2 separate regions of the Mus musculus genome follow, and region 2 is linked to region 1. The links are chromatin contacts, called in public HiChIP or PLAC-seq maps. All regions are on one chromosome and are shown on one strand. Each heading gives the region's core, a stretch centred on a gene start, on an enhancer-like site or on the middle of the called end of the contact. The rest is flanking DNA. Distances are from core to core; before and after follow the strand shown. Region 1 holds the start of Igfbp3 (insulin-like growth factor binding protein 3). Region 2 has its middle 38 kb from the start of Gm36720.

Region 1 (5,442 bases), core at 2,251-4,750:
GGAAGCCATCAATTTGAAAGTCACTCTGTGGAATGTGTTTATGAGACAGCTAGCTCCAAGCCCTTCCATAGAGGAGAAAGCAGCAGGCTCCGCCTGCTACCAGCAGGGGGCAGTCACGCCCCATGGGATGCTGCTGTGAAGCTGACCAGAAAACAGGACTCCAAATGTGCTTCAGCCCTGGGCACAGCTGTTGGGAGGTGGGGGTGGGGGTGGTGAGGGGTGTGTGGGAAAAGTATATTTCATTCTCTACCCATTGTCAACAGCACACCGTTCTGGGGATTCTGTCATCCGCCTGCTCTGGTTTCATGTTAAATATCTCACTTCTGGGACCCATAAGCAGGCATGCTAGAGAAGTTTATTTCTGAGGAGCTTGTACATCTTTCAACTTCAAGGTCCATGTGGAGTCTGTGTTTTGGGTGGGAGGGGCATCTTCTTGGGTGCACCCTCTCCCCCTTCAGCAGTGGAGCACACAGAATACAGATAGCACCAACGTATCACCCACAGCTTAGACCTCTAGGTGCTAAAGTGTATTCAATCCTTGAAGATGGGGAGAGGGGAGGCGGGAAGAAAAGCCTCCTAGCTTTCATAACCCAAGGTGCTAAGGGAGCCGGTCCTAACTGATAGGAACGCTGGAAGGTGAACAGATTAATTGAATCTAAGTATGTGACTAAATTTGTGGCTGACCACTCCATTTGCAGTAAGATATCCCCCCCGCCCCAGGGGGGACCCAAGGCCAGATAATTGGCCCCCAACTCTCAACTCTGAGCTTTACAGCTTTAGGTTTAAGCTTCAGATCATGACCATAGAATTCCTTCCCTCCTGACAAAGGGGCTTTAATAGCTTTCTGAGCATGGAGTCCCAGTTGGCATCTGGTTCTGAATTTATTCTGTCTGGGTGCAAAGTTCAGGGCCCCAGCTGGCCTCTCTTTTTTGATTTGGCCTCTCAGGAAATGCCAGGCTGAGGCATCCTGCCCACGAGGAAGCTCTGGGCCTCTGGCCAAGAGCTAATGCTTCGTTTGCTAGAAACCGTCGGAGGTCGCAGCTTCTCCCATCTCTCAGAGGAACTGGCGTGCAGGATCCCAGAAGGCCCTCTTGCCCAAGGAGCCTGAGTTTCTCATCTACCAAACGGCTCCCTGAGACTCGGCTGCAAACCCTCAATGACCTCTTGCCCCCGCAAGCAAAATTCCTCGGGTCTAGACTAGCACCTGGCGGAGGAGAGCCATGATTCAATTTGTAGACTTGGTTTCAATTTGCTTGAATCTTTGTGGGTTTTTTTTTTTTTGAAAGTACAGGGACAAAGGAAATGCTAATATGTAAATGATTGTATTTGTATTTATCTTCCAAGAAGCTGAGTAATTTCTTAAACGTCCCTTTTTTCCTTCTCTTTGTTCTCCTTAGATAGCTGACTACAATAGAACTATTAAATAGGGAATTGTGAATTGTGTCACAGAACTATATTTTTTCCTTCAATGGATATTGAAGCCTCCAAACTCTTTTGTAATTAAAGCTCACATCAATTTTTACTACAGTGTTCAATGGTGATTATTAATAGAGGTCATTAAGGCTTAACTCAAAATAGCAATGCTAGTATTTCTTAAGATTGCTTTTGGTATACCACAGAACGCACTAGAAGTTAAAGACACACAGGCAAATGGCATGATTTTGCCTTTGTCTGAGTCAGCGAAACAACTGGAATCTTGCTTTGCCAGGAATCCAATGCTTCTCGGGGATGAACATACCAGGACTTGCCTGTACCCGGGAGTGTAGGTCAGCAGCCACAGAAATCATAAAGAGACTCTCTACCCAGCTAGCCCTGGTCCTGGGGGCTCGATCTGCACCATCTGCCAGCCTGGTGTGGGAAACCGGAGAATTCTAGCCTTCAGATGTTCAGGGCAAGAACTTGACTCACATAACTAAGCGAGACTGGCTAGGAATGCTGGCCATTTAGAGCAACAGCTAAGAATGCTGGCCATTTAGAGCAACAGCTGCCAAATCCATTTAAATGTTTCTGTTTTGTTTTGTTTTTTCCTTAAAGGAACGAAGGATGCCCTTAGAGTGACTGCCTGCTTGGTAGGGCTTGCAGCAGGAGAGGTAACTGTTAAACGTTTGCATTTTTCTCATTGGCGCTGTCGCTGTCCCCACTGCTGCTGCTGCTGCACCTAGGTCGAATTAGAAAGAGTAACATTCCTGGGTCGTACTTCGCATTTCTAGTCTCTGCTTTGGCAGGGAACCGGCCTGAGTCTGCATCCTCTGCACCAAATGCAGTCTCTGAATCTGGAAGGCGCTGCTGCAGAGCATAGGATGGCGCCTATGGGGCCCGAACCGGGCTCAAACCTTTTTGCAGCTCCTGGTGACACTGAGCAGTTTTGAACTTTAGGTTTCACAGTTTCAAAGACACCAGTGCTCTTAATTTCATCTCGTTAGTTTTTGGATAAATTGGGACACAATCCTGCGTTGCCAATTAGCCCGTGCAAATGATAGGATGTTTCAAGACAGGTACTGTTTCCAACAGCGTGGCTGCCTGCAAATACCTTCATGGTCCGGATCCAACCCGGGATTCCTACACTCAAGCTTCCCTGGGATAGACGCGCTCCTTCCCAATTTATGAGGAATGAAAACCCAGGTCAACAGCTGGGTTACACAGACCTAAACCTGGGTATCCCCGCTCAGCGAGGAGACTCTCCAGTGACTGGGATCTGTCCACTGGCAGTCTCCCTTGCTACCCGCTCGTCCTGGCACTGAATTCTACCTATTTTCACAGAGCGCATTTTGCAACTTATAAGAAAAGCTGTACTTTGAGAACCAAGCAAGAGGAAAAATGGGTTCAGTGCCTCACTCCGCCTCCCAGGGTCCATTTTCCAACCTTCAATATGAGCCAAGACAAACATCTGAAGATACACTCCCTGCCACCCTCGTCGGGTCCCAGGGAGTTGCGCGTGGCGCACGTGGCAGGGACAGCTTACCTGGAGCAGGTTGGGAGGGGAGGTAGGTGCTTAGGCTGCCTGCAGCGCTGGCGTTGGCGCAGAACCCGCGGCCATTCAGCAGCGCCCTCAGCGGGTACTGCTCCGCGGGCCGCGGCTGGCAGCGGAGGCCGGTGCCACAGCGCTCCGTGTAGACGCCGCACGCGTCGCCTTCGCGCAGCGCGCAAGTCAGGCAGCAGCCGCAGCCGGGCTCTCGCACCAGCTCCGTGCACGCGGGCGCGGTGGGCGGAGGCGCGCACTGGGACAGCGCACGCGCGTCGCACGGTTCGCAGCGCACCACGGGGCCCGCGCCCACCGCGCCCGCGCCAGCTCGCGCCACCGGCGGTCCGCGGAGCAGAGTGAGGGCAGTGAGCGCAGCCGCCCAGAGCGCGGGGCGCGCGGGATGCATGGCGCCGGGTGGACGGCTCGGTGGAGGGGAGCGGAGTGGAGCACGCGGGATGAGGCGGCGGGATGAGGCGGCGGGATGGGAGCAGCGAGCAAGCAGGTCCTCAGCGCCCAGTCGCCGCTCTAAGCTCGCATCTGGGCAGCCCGGGCGCGCAGGCCGATATATAGAAGCCGGGGTGGCGGAGGACACGCCCCGGAACGGCGAGGGTGGGGGGTGGGCCGGCGCAGGCTCCGCTCCGGGGCCCGCGCCTCCCGACGAAGCGGGAACGAGGACGGGGGCGCGCTGCGCGCGTCTTCACCGGGCACCTGCTCTCTGTGCGCACGCCCTGTATCAGGGCCACCTCTTCACGGGTAACCACAGGCGCTCCAGGCCACCTTGCGTCTCTAGAGTCCCAGCCACTCCAGGGACTCTGGTCTTCTCTTCCTTCAATGACTCCCAGCCAATTTGGCGTCCCGGACCCTATAGCCCCTCCCCCTGGATGGCTGGCTAAGCTGGCCTTTCCAGGGATGGTTTATGTTTGGGAAGCTGGCCCGGACCCATTCAGCGCCTGTGTACTTTGTAAAGTTCCCGCAATGGAATTCCTCGTGTAGGGTATGCTGTATTAGGCATTTCCCAGCGAGAACGCGCAGATCACTTTGAGGTCTGGAGAACCTTAGAGCTCGAGGTTTAAATCTGCACCACGGGCCACTTTAGCTCCCAGAGTCTCAGCACCGCACAACCTCACGCTGACAGCTATGGGCGCAAAGGATTTGCTTTTCAAGGAGGTAGGGACTCAAAATACTCAAATACGTCGTTGCACTTTCCCAGATAGGAGTGAGGACAGTTTTTTTCTTTTTAAAGATGAGAAGTTCCTCTAGTTCTTGTTTGGGAGAATCTTTTTAGCGGACGCATCTGCGTTAAAATAACTACTGAGACACTGAAGCATGCATGATTAGTAGCCAAGCAGCCCTTAAAATGAATACTGTTCACAACGAGTTTTAGTCATCGTTGGACCCCTATACCAACTTCTGATGTGCTCCAGTGCAGACTGGAGTTCTTGCTAATCCGTTCATTCTGACTTGAAATCCAGGCGCAATAGCGCAGCTATTGAGTTCTTTTGTACGAGTCTCTCCAAAGTCTGCACGCTCCTCCTATAGGTGACCAACAGAGGACGCTGGTGGTCCAGAATTGAATCGACAGACTTCGCGGTTTATTTATTTATTTAAAACAATTCGTGGATGAGTGGTGGGAACTTGAGAGACCGACTTGGAAGGAGACTTTCCTGGATACTCTTGAGTTGTTTACCATAGGCTGGGGAGATTGTCTTTGGGGAGATCTGTGCAATTTTATGCAGGAAGCAAATTAAGACGACTTCCCCCACATATCCCTCCGTCTATCATGTATATCTTATCTGGTGAAGTGGACATTCATCCACCCGTGTGTCTTTACATCTCCCTGTATCTGTGGCTCTCTCTACAAATTTATATCCCCTTTAAAAAAATTATGTCTTAATTTTAGTAAAATTTAGTTCTCCCTTATTTGATACTATAAATAAGAATGATAAAATTTTGGACCTTTACAAAGAAAAAAATATGAGACCCGTGAAGGCCAGAGCTGCCAAGACACAGCACCCCCAGTTTTTGCATTATTCCTTCCTCATAGAGTTTAGGTCGTGGCTAGAGTTAACACAGTCTACCAGAAAGTGTCCCAGTTGTTCCTTCTTTTTTCCCTATGTACTAACGCTGAAGAACAGGGCCTCTGACTTCATTGGAAAATTGAAAGAAAAAAATCCCCTAGGGTTACACTTGTTCTTTAAATAACCACAGAGACCTTGACTCCAAAATTAGAACAAGGTTTAGTATCAAAAGTGATTCTAGATGTGGCAGGCCTTCTCTCTGTTCGATACAATGTTACCCACAGAAGCAGTCCAGCACTTTTACCCAGATTTATCATCAGGCAAGGAGACAGGGGACGCCTAGAGTGAATGGCTTCTTGGAAAAGAGAAATCAACTTGGTTCTCTTCACAATAAACTGAGTTCTTCCATTCTTCCTTTGCAGTTTGAGAAATGGGCGCTTGCTCCACCCGGGACTCCTAGGG
Region 2 (5,755 bases), core at 1,417-3,916, 250 kb after region 1:
CCCATGCCAGCTTGTGTCCTACTACTAGCACCAGCTACTGCTCTGTGCCTGTATTAGTTACTTTACACCATGACCAAGGGAACTTATAGATGAAAGAGTTGATTTGGGCTTACAGTTACAGAGGGGCAATATCCATCATGGTGAAATGTAGTAGAGAGAGCAGGCATGACTGCTGGCCCAGGAAGCTGGAGCTCATTCTTCAACCACATGCACAGAGCATAGAGAGAAAACTGTAAATGGCAGAGACACTTAGTCTCAAAAGTCTGCCCTCAGTGGCATTCTTCCTTCAACAAGGCTACAGCACCTAAACGTTGTCAATCAATGCTAATAACTGGAGAACAAGTGCTCGGATGTCCCAGACAGATGTGGGGGATAATATTTCTCATTCAATCCTCCACAATGCTTCCTCCCTGTCTCTGTGTGACCCATTTCTCATTCTGTTGGCTCGAAGATTGATTTGAGAAGATATTCTCCCCTCACCTCCTGGGGAAGGCTACATTTAAAAAGAATTCAATATCCCCTCGGGTCTGTGGGTTCCATTGAATGCCCAAATACATTTAACTTGGTTTGGCTTGTGTTGCTCATGATGTTGATACTTTGTTTTGTGTTCTCCTCACACCTGTTCTTTAGATCTAAGAGCATCTTTGCACATGGCCTGGGTGGCATGCAAACTTCCCTTGTATGTGAAAGCATTGACGTTCAGGCCTGAGGTCAAAGGACTGAACCCAAGTTTGTGGACTTGGGAGGGAGAAAGAACTAATTCCGTCCCTTCCATCAGGTTGCTCCCAGCTCACACTCACCCTCAGCAGCTATCTTCAACAGAGTCTGGACCACTATCACACCCTGCCCCCACCACTGGAACTTCTACAGGCAAGTCCAGGAGTATTGGCCTTTGCTTGTAAAGTGATTGTCACTGGTCTTCTGAAGACAGCCTCCAGAGGAACAGCCCTCGGTTTGGGAGTCAAGATTGGGGGAGCATCCCTCATTGTGTGGACTGTGGTTTCCTCTCATGAGTAGGCCAACTATTTTTATGTAAGATGTGGGAAAATGGCCTCAAAGTCACAAAAGGAGATCTGGGAGTCCACAGACATCATACCCAGACAACGCCCACTGGGACTCTCACAGGACAATGCTGCCTACCTAACTGCCACAGAGAAGGATGACGTCAGGGTCAGGACAAGGGATTCTAAATAGATTCCAGCATCTTATCTTCCCTAACAAATGCAATCCCACCACAGCATTGTTCCCAGACAGAGGCCCTTGGCTAAGTGAGACTTCTTATTGGACCTTTCCATGAATGTCCTGAGCTAGCTAGCAGTCTTACATAAGAGGATAACAGAAAGGAAGCTTTTGTCTCCCTGCAGGTAAGAGGGGCATATCCAAGAGCTGACAGCCTTGACCTTTCCCACCTCTGTACCTAGTGAGCCAACAATATGTGGTGGGGACCAGGGCCTCTGGAGAAATAAAGGCCCATTCATGGATGCCAAGTCCAGACACCCTATTGCATAATTTAGACTCTGGCCTGTGGGATCAAGAGGCAAAGCACACCTCCCCTCTACTCCTGGGCTTCCCAGGGGAATCTGCAGTGCCCAGCTGCAGTGGGAGCTCCCGTTGATTTTCTGGCATAGGAAAAACCTTGGGAAGCTTGGGCCAGCCTTCAATCAGAAATAAGTCTGACAGACAGGGACCAAATGATTGGTTTTGGCTAGTTACTTTCAGGCTCCCCAGCAATGCATGGATCTTTTAACTGTCTTTAACATCTGAACACACATCAGCAAGGTAAGGAAGTCATGAGCTAGGATGTCTCTATGTCTCTTTTCTGGACCTTTCTCTATGTGGTGGTGTTGACTAGGTCCATTCTCTTATGTGTTAAGACACCCAACTTACCATGAGGTTATAGGGCACACAAGGGTACCCATCCCTGTCTTCTCCCACCCTGACCTCTTCTGTCTATATCTGTGATAAGTTCAGCCTCTGATTGCACTCGAATGAGCTGTGTTCTCTATCTATAGGCCCTTGTTCCACGAGTGACATAACATGAATGTACTTTTTTTTTTAATTATCACATATTCCCATTCAGTGACACAGGATTGTCTGGGTTTGTGAGTTTTCTTCAGCTTAGAAACCATAGCTGAGTACCTGTGTGCTGGCCCAAAGCTCCATCTTTCTGTGCCAAAGCACTGTCTCCAAGTAGACTCCCGAGGTTCCCCACAGACAGTGGGGGCAGGCTGAGACTTCCCCCACCTCTGTCTTTCCCTCTGAATGAGTCCCATTCATTGAGAGGATGGTATTCTTTTTGGTGGCTCAAATAATCTAATTAATGCAGCAGAAGTCAGAGAAGAAGCGAATCATTCTTTTGTGCCAGTTGGAGACAAACTCCCAACTGTCCTCCTGTTTTTAACTGGCCACTTCCTTCGGCTGTGCGCAGATTTCTACATAAAAGCTCTGAGCCACTGAAGAGAACTAGAATCTACCATCTGCTTCCAGTCTAATGATAATGATCATCAGTCCGCCCTCAAATGCATCTTTCTTAATTAAGATTGCCTCAACCTTTATGAACAATACATTGTTATCAATGTATTTTTTAAATGAAACTAAAGTGCCCAGAGGGTTAAGTAACCTTTTAATTGGGTCACACCCTGAGTGAGGAGCCAGAGTTGTGGCCCAAGGACCTACTTGCCTCTAACACATTGACTGTGCCATTTAGATGTTCCTGTATAACACTGGGGTGCGCTTATAGACAATGGAGCAACGCCTAGTTCTTCAATTAAATCTTGAAAAAGAGAATTTGGGGGAGAAAATAGTAGACAGAGAAAAGGAATTTGAAAGCCCAGGGAAGAGGCTACTTTGCTGGGTCTGTCCAGAAATTGTACTTATAAGGAAATTTCAGGCTTGAGCAATCTAAACTTTCCTTCAGATCAAAGAAATCCTTATGGCAGGGGTGTCAGAGGAAATAGTGCAGTACTCTCCCCAAAGGCACATGTGTCTGGTTGTCATGATGGACAGCTGTCAGCGTCCAGGTGAGTCAGGCTCTACCCATCAGATGGTTCTGTAGTCATATGCACATTGCCAGTCACTGTTCTTTAGGTCACATGATGTGACTACACTGGTGACTTCACTTCATCATCACTGGTCTGGGAGCACCCTTTTCTTCTGCGGTGCCACTCACTGTGACTGTTTGCACCCTTCGTGGTACTCTTCACTGGCTTTGCTGTTGAGGGGTTGCATAAATGCACACTGCTAAGCTTAGCACCCTTTTGGGGGTTTTGTGTCCTGATCATTTTCTCAGGAACTCTCAGGAGTCTCATGCGTGGGAAACAAGGGCTTTGTGTGTATGACTCTGAGCTTCTTGCTGCTCTCTAAGGAAGTCGCCTTTCTCTAGCTGCTATGCCAACATTTCCATTGCCTCATACTTAATGAACATGTTTCACTCATCTGCTGCAATTGTTGTTTTTCCCCTCCAAAAATGCCAGGTTTTAATTTAGAACAGTTCTCCCGCCACTAATTAGAACCTTCCAGCTCACTATTCTTAGAAGATGTTTTCATAATTTTAGCACTGTATCAATGATCTGAGGCTCAGAATGTGAATTTTATTGTTACTACTGAAATACTTGGACACCAAGACAGAGAGAGGGCTCGGAGAAATCGTGCTGTATGCTCTGCTTCCGAATCCTGGGTCCGGCAGGGCATTATTTATCCAGCTTCCAAGGTGAGCCCACAGGTTGAAGGCAGGATGGAAACGGGCATCTTAGTGCATTGAGCATTCTGAGATGTCACTTTTCCAACCACTCTTTAGTCTTCTCCTCCCATTCTGCATGAGTTGAAAAACATACCAGGTTTCCCACCACACTTAAATGTTGGATCTCCCTGCACAAGGTATTGTTTCCCAAGAGCTGAAGGAGTAAGGGCTACATGAACTTCCTGCTGAGTCAGTCCATCCTGCGGTGAAGCATCAGTTCTTTTCCTAGAATTGACACCTGCGATGACGCAGGGCTTTGTTTAGTGATGCACCTGGCAAGAGGAGTAATATGTACAGCAGGCATAAGAAAGGGGTGTGCAACTCAAAGCTTCACTGTGTCTCTGGTTAATTGTTTACTGATTTAAAGAGAGTAGATTAAGCCCAGTAGGGTTTATATGCTCCATCTCTCATTCCCTGTGAAGTTTTTGTCCTTCAGATGTGTTCAGAACAGCACTTTACCTCGGGGGTCTCAGAGAAAGACAGAGTTGCTGTGGTGCAGCTGTCCACTTGCAGCAGCTGACTCTAACAGCTGGCGTAAGGTCATGGTGTCTGGGTGAGCTCAAAATGAGGTTGACCGTGTTTCACATCAATCCTCAAAGTCTTGCTTCCCATCAGGTAACTACATAGGTAAGTGGTGGAGTGTAGGAAGGTGGTGATTGTGGACCCGTGATGACCAACTGTGTAGTTAAGGGCCAACAGTGGCCTCTGAGCAGAAACTCTACCTGAATATGGTTGGAGAAGCTCAGCTAACTAATATCTCTCTGTTTCTGTCTGTCTCGCTCTGTCTCCGTCTCTATGTCTTTCCCTCTCTTCACATATCTGGGCTGTAAAATTAGTGAAGATTCCCTAAGATCAAAAGTAGAAATAAGACTATGGAAGTAATTCAGCATCATTATCAGTGGGTAACTCCTGTACTGAAGGAAAACAGCATCCCCAGAGGCCACCAAGGTGCCCACAAATCTTCTCCTCCCACCTGAGTGCCAGGGTGCTAGCAATGATGCCCCCAATTCTATGTTCTCAAGGTTCCATGTTCATAGCCTCTGCGTCTACAAGAAGCCTCGGAACTTCAGCTGTCTCTACAGAGGCTAAGCAAGCCCTCCCTTGGTAGAAGATGGAGAGAAGGAAGCCAGGTAGGTAAAGGAGCCTCAGGTGTGAGCCTGCAGGACTGAAGAGTTCATCAGAGGAGGGCAGGAAGATATGGCTAAAACTGCAAAGAAGTCTATTTCTTGTCTTGATTTCCTCAAAAGAAAAATCATTTTGGAGAAAGAGACTTCAAACCGTTATGAGAACTCAGGACTTTGCCTCTAGATTCAGATTTAGCGCCATAGCCACTGTTCTAATACAAGCTTTTTTCTGCAATAGCTGGGTGGATGTGATGGACAGATGCATACCTGGGAAAACCTCTTTAACTCAGCAGAAACAAGGCATCCTGTTGAGAGTGGAGGTCCACTGTTGATTGTGGACTCCAGGAGCAGGAGGACTCAGGAGCTGAGCTTTTTAATCTGATCTCCCAGCAGGTATAGAGGTGAGTGAGGCTTAGAGGAGGAGACTGAGGTCAAGATGGAACACAGAGAATCTGAGAATCAAAACAAGATAGAAGATGCCTGACCTCCTCCCTTTCCCCCTCCCCCTCTTTCCTTCCCTTCTCACTCCCTCCTAATCCCCTGTCTTATTGTTTCCCTTTTCTTTTTATCTTTCCAAACTCAAAGGGCTGACTGTGTGCTGAGGGACTGTCCTTTTTCAGGATGTGCTGTTTTAGGAGTAGCAGGAAATGCCAGACAGGAGATGCACAGAGCATTCATTGGGGGCTGCTGGTGGTTCCAAAAGGAGGTGATCACTCCTGACTGTGAGAACCTAAGGAAGCCATGCATACAAAGCGGCACTCAGAAACCAAAAGGAAGGTCTTAGAAAGACAGAAGAAAAGGTGTCTAGTTAGGGGAGGGCCTTGTCTGATACAGATGCCTTCCCCAACCCATCAGAAGTTAGAAATATCCTAAATTGACAAGATATTGAATC

What was found. HiChIP or PLAC-seq counts read pairs in DNA pulled down with a chosen protein or histone mark.
Region 2: a contact with region 1 is called in an H3K4me3 HiChIP or PLAC-seq map of neural progenitor cells, with 16 times the contacts expected there. The contact joins the enhancer-like site here to the promoter of Igfbp3 in region 1. A contact is called at or near these places in 15 of 39 promoter capture datasets (the 3T3-L1 cell line, 3T3-L1-derived adipocytes, Sertoli cells and 9 more), 17 of 484 Hi-C or Micro-C datasets (the AML12 cell line, the HL-1 cell line, the HPC-7 cell line and 8 more), 9 of 115 datasets of contacts at active chromatin or transcription factors (craniofacial prominence, embryonic forebrain, embryonic stem cells and 4 more) and 2 of 9 other capture datasets (adipose tissue and liver).

What each region holds. Positions count from the first base shown.
Region 1 is chr11:7,210,423-7,215,864 of GRCm38.p6, forward strand. It overlaps Igfbp3 (insulin-like growth factor binding protein 3), which reads right to left and starts at 3,501. Exons shown (of 5, transcript NM_008343.2): 1 at 2,963-3,501. The coding sequence starts at 3,368.
Region 2 is chr11:7,464,230-7,469,984 of GRCm38.p6, forward strand. No RefSeq gene overlaps it. Among named protein-coding and RNA genes, the nearest start is that of Gm36720, 38 kb to the left of the region's middle. Within about 2 kb of position 2,667, at least 13 of the 459 cell types and tissues checked have an H3K27ac peak or open chromatin away from gene starts, as enhancers often do. A contact at or near this core is called in neural progenitor cells, oligodendrocyte precursor cells and stem cell-derived neural progenitor cells, where this site is marked.